2 separate regions of the Zea mays genome follow, and region 2 is linked to region 1. A link is a contact called in public Hi-C data. All regions are on one chromosome and are shown on one strand. The core of a region is the stretch at or near the end of the contact, and the rest is flanking DNA. Distances in the headings are between cores, read along the strand shown. Region 1 has its middle 14 kb from the start of LOC100383802. Region 2 holds the start of LOC542344 (plastid phosphate/phosphoenolpyruvate translocator 2).

What was found. A called contact is a pair of places that touch in the nucleus more often than the background predicts.
Region 2: a contact with region 1 is called in a Hi-C map of leaf, with 5 times the contacts expected there. The contact joins the promoter of LOC542344 here to the enhancer-like site in region 1. A contact is called at or near these places in 2 of 25 Hi-C or Micro-C datasets (endosperm and leaf).

What each region holds. Positions count from the first base shown.
Region 1 is chr7:86,366,541-86,369,099 of Zm-B73-REFERENCE-NAM-5.0, forward strand. No RefSeq gene overlaps it. Among protein-coding and RNA genes, the nearest start is that of LOC100383802, 14 kb to the right of the region's middle. Within about 2 kb of position 1,266, at least 16 of the 20 cell types and tissues checked have an H3K27ac peak or open chromatin away from gene starts, as enhancers often do. A contact at or near this core is called in leaf, where this site is marked.
Region 2 is chr7:86,465,700-86,468,258 of Zm-B73-REFERENCE-NAM-5.0, forward strand. LOC542344 (plastid phosphate/phosphoenolpyruvate translocator 2) reads right to left here and starts at 1,293. Exons shown (of 9, transcript NM_001111923.2): 1 at 940-1,293. The coding sequence starts at 1,290.

The DNA.
Region 1 (2,559 bases), core at 16-2,515:
TAGCCGTTGCTCCGCTTGGTGCACCGGACAGTCCGGTGGCACACTGGACAGTCTGGTGAATTATAGCGGAGTGCGCCTGGAGAAACCCGAAGGTGAAGAGTTTGAGGTCAATCCTCCCTAGTGCACCGGACACTGTCCGGTGCTGCACCGGACACTGTCCAGTGGCACACCGGACAGTCCGGTGCGCTAGACCAGGGTTCTTCGGTTTCTTTTGCTCCTTTTTTTGAACCCTAACTTCGATCTTTTTATTGGTTTGTGTTGAACCTTTAGCACCTGTAGAACATATAATCTAGAGCAAACTAGTTAGTCCAATTATTTGTGTTGGGCATTTCAACCACCAAAATCATTTAGGAAAAGGTTTGACCCTATTTCCCTTCCAATAATCAACTAAAGGAATTAAAGTAGTCAAATGACAAATAAATAAATACGTGAATGTGCATTCCATGCTGGAGTTCTTGTATGATTGCATTTGTACTCAATTTTTTGAGACAAGTTAAGATGAAAGGTAGAATTTGTAAACACCCTAAAATCATATTTTGGGTAATCTATCAAAGTTCGTCCTAAGGTTTAACTAATTATGGTTTAGAACAAGAAATTTGAATAAAAGATCCTCATATAAAATTTATAGTTTCATTGAATTATATCCTCAGAAGTATTCTCCATAAGATTTAAATTAAATTATCTCTCCATAAAGATCATACAAAATAAATGATCATAAAACATTAAGTTGGATAAGATTTTAATTGGACAAACAATGTATCTCATGAAAATTAAAAGTTCTTTGTGTGTGTACAACACATTTGCATCATTTGAAATATGATAGTTAGTATAAAAATATAATAATAATAAGTATATGTCACTATTATATTTTTAATTAGCAAGGTCTCAAAATTAGAGATTAAAATTTAAAATCTTTTAATAACCATAAAGATTTTCAATTGTTGATATAAGTGAATTATTTTCTTCTTCTCGCTCTCATGTATTAAGCATCAATACCATTCAAAATAATAAAATAAATAATAAAATATTATTGCATCATGTTGGGACTATTTCGGTTGTTGCATCTAAATGGGAACTTACATTTCAAAATCTGGACTTAAATTGAAAATAAAAGCTAAAATAGGAAGGGAATTAAAAGAAATAAAAGAAAATCAACTTGTGCAGACTGGGCCGAAATCATCTCAGGTCGGCCCACTCGCTCCCCACGCTGGCTGCCCTGCTCCACTCACGCGCCGGCGCTGTGCCTTGACGCTGGGGCGCGCCACCATCACGTGGGGCCCACCCGCCAGCACTGGTCATGCATGGGCTCCTGCGCGCTGTGTGTTTGATGTGTGGGGCCACTTCGTCTGGCGCGTTCCTAGTCATTCGTGGACTCAATTACGGTCACCGACTAGCGTGCCCCTTTCAGTCAGGTTCGTCCTCCTAGCCGAGATCGCGGGCTCCGTAACAGAACTCCGCGCCTCCCTGCTACCTCCTTGGCGCAAACTTCCCTCCATACCTCTATAAGAGCATCCGTTAACCCCCCCTCGTCCATCTAATTGCGAACTTGGGGACACCGCAAAGCAATGCGGGGCACAGGGTGGGCCTTGTCATCGATCTGAGAGAAGAGAGAAGGTGTGGGTCACTGCTGCTGCTTTCCCCCGCACCTGCCATCGTTTGGCTGCTACTAGGTGGTCGGACGCATTCGACTGGATGCGTTGGGGTCGGCGTGGTGGATGCTCGTGTGGGTGGTCTGGGCGTCCGAGAATTTCCTCACCGGAGCACTTCAACCACCGTGGAGTTGCGGGATGCCATGGGCGATGGTCTGCGGACTGCGGCGCAAGAACTAGTAAGAACACCACGGCTCCCCTCGCTACCTCCGCTTGCATCGTGTGGGACCATCCGGTTGGTAGGATTTGAGTGCCGAGTTGACCTCATGACTCGTGCGATAGATCCCACCGCGGGGGAAGGCCCTGCGGCATCGTGCTTTGGCATGAGGTTGAAGACGAAGCTTGGGTTGTCCGATTGGTGATGGAGGGTGGGGATTAGAGCTGAGCTTGGGCATCTATTGAACCTTTGGATTTGATTGTGTGGCCCGGATTAAAAGAGATTCATACCGTTTCAACGATAACCACCGATCTACGATCCGATGGCAGGAGTTAACTGATATCGTGGTTGAATTGCTGGCCGTAGATCTCTAGATCGGCGGGCGGCATTGCATACCCTTCGTGCATTAAATGCCGACTGCTAGATCTAATCTGGAGGACCGAGGTGTAGTGATACCCCTTCGGTCATGCGAAAGTTGCAAAAGGCCTTGATCTTTATCTAAACTAATGCACCATCCCCACATGTATAAAGATAACTACACTTAGGCCCTGTTTTTCACGAGTTAGCCCCTAAACTCTCAGGATTTTGTTTTCTCGGTCCAAAATCTATTAAAATAAATCCCAAATTGTTTTTAGGTATAAAAATAATATTTATATATCTAGAAACTTGTAAAATTCATAACTATCACATTTTAACTCTGATTCGATCCGTTCGAGTTGCGTCAGCTTTGTATAAATATTTACTACGCAGTAA
Region 2 (2,559 bases), core at 43-2,542, 99 kb after region 1:
AAAAAATTTAAAACCCTTAAAACTACAGAGAAATGGTAGTCTAAAAAATTAACCTCAGATATGGAACACCTATGTAAGTATGTATCATGACTTGAAGTTGAAAACACATCAGATGGGTGCAGTCTGGAGTGCATATAACAGATCCTTGAAAAGATTGATGCTCTGTACAACTTTTAAAAAGTACATATACTTCGTATCTTCAGATATACAAAGCAAGCATCAAATTTATTGTAATCGTCATTGAGTATGGTTAAAACTACAATGTAGATACTACCTAAACTTGGCTGTATTTTATAAAGTTAAGCAAAATCTTGTCTAGAAATGTGTGGTATGAGGCAGTTTTCTTTCTGTGTAGCATGTGGAGCTTGTATCGGTTACAGATCATGATGGGTTGGAGCGATTTGTTTTGCAGCCACGCAGAAAGCGGGATGACCTATATTTAGTTTCAGATTATGAGGATAAAAAAAGACATCTGTGATAACTTATTCATAAATTTCTCAATAAAAAAGGTCAAGGTCAATTGGCTCTTGAGTCTTCACTTAACCTGATGGATGGAAGATGATACAGGAAGATAATTTTGACATATGGACAAAGAAAATTACGTGATGTTTAGACATAGGTACACCACCACATGGAAAGGACAATTGGAAGAAACATGAACAGTCCATGGGCCGCTTTTCAACATAGCACGCAGGGTCTCTCCTTGACTAAGTTTAGATCAAGGAAATTGGAAACTAATAGAAGGATCTGTCCTTTGCACGCATGCACCAAAATAATCAAAATCACCACACTTGCTCTAGTCGATCAGAACCAAATCACTCGTCCGCGGTAACTAACCAGAGGTGAGGCCAGCAATTGGGTTGCTCGCGCATCAGGAATGCAACGCGTCGCACAACACAGGGACAGGGAGACGCCAGTGATTTTCGTCAGTCAGTTCACCTGCTTGTTGTAGATGTTGAAGTAGATGTTGAAGAGGTACCAGAGCCCGAAGAGCGACCCCAGCTGCAGCGTCTTGACGAGCCCTCCCCCCGCTTCCTCTACGGCCCCATCAGCCGCCGCCACCTTCCCGGCCGCGGCCACGTGCCGGCCGGCCCTGCATCTCCGGTACTCCTCCTCCAGCGGCGAGTCCGGCAGTAGGCTGGCGCGGGCGGAGAGGCAGAGGCCGCGGGGCGCGAGGATCGGCTGTGCGGCGCCGCTGCACGCGCCGGCGCCGCGCCGTGGGCTAGGGTAGGTGGGGAGTGGCCGCGCGGCGCATGGCCGAACGAGACCGATGGCAGCCGTGCTCTGCATGCCCGTCCCGGGAGGAGATGAGACCGCGGTACTCTGGAAGAGGCGGGCGGAGGCGGCGGAGGGCACGAGGTTTTCACCGGCTTGGCGAGGGCTGGCGCAGGCGGTGGCGTCAGCTGACAGTGCGCGAGATTTGGAGTGAGGGCTTTCAGACCAGGGTTTCTGTATTGAGTTGAATGCAGCGACGAGGCCACGTTGAGCTGGCTATCTGGCATGCGGGCCGTGGGAGCCTGTGGGACCGTTTGGCAGTTGGCGGATGGATCCGACGTGGACTTGGACCGTGCTGTCGCTGCCAAACAAGCCGGTCGGGTCCCACCAGTCGGCGTCGGATCACCGTGCGATCCGCCAACTCCAGCGTTGGCTTGGCTGCCTGCTGGCCACGGGTGCGCATTTTAAAACCGAAACATGAATCCGAACCTAAACCGGATTCGGTTTAATATGTGCTATATTTCAGGGTATGAATTCTGGTTCGATTTCTAAGTATGTGATGATATTATTATATGATGTATGAATTTATTAGCTAAAAATTATGATATCATCTTAACGATAGTATATATATCTCAGTATGCTATGTCTATAGTCACTTGTTGTAATATATTACTTCTAATTAATTATTAATTGTATATATTTTAACAAAAGATACTAGTCTCTCTACTATTCGGGTCTATTCGGTGAACCGAATAGACCGAACCGAAATTGTGGGTCTATTCGGTTCGGTTCCTAAAATTATTTTGAAAATTTCGGTTCTCATTTTTTAGAATCCGAAATTTCAAAAACTCAAATAGACCGAACCGAATTACCCTAATAGACCGAATGCCCAACCCTACCGCTCGCTGCTGCGCGATGGATTGGAGTGGATGCGAGAGTCTCCACTCGAGATGAAAACAGACCCGAACAGATGGGAAAATTCCTCCTCTACCGTATAAAGTTGTTTGTCTTCACAGCAGCGGCGGTTGTTTATGCAGTAAGAGTACAGTAGTATGTGAGAGTGGGTCGTAGCCGATATACATGTCCAAACGGGTAGACAGTGCTGGCCCGACATGTCTGGGCCCGTTAGGTTGACAGGTCGTGCCGCATTTCAGGGCCAAGCACAACAAGGATATAACTATATCGTGTCGGGCTGGCCCGTAGCCCACTGTAACGCCCCGAATTTTTGCAGTTGAATTTTTTTCTTTTCTTTACTCGCCAAAATTCGGGCGTTACCTTTTCTTTTTCTTTTCCCTTCGCTAAACCTTGACCTTTTCCAAAGTTCTAGCGGGATTCGGTTTGGAT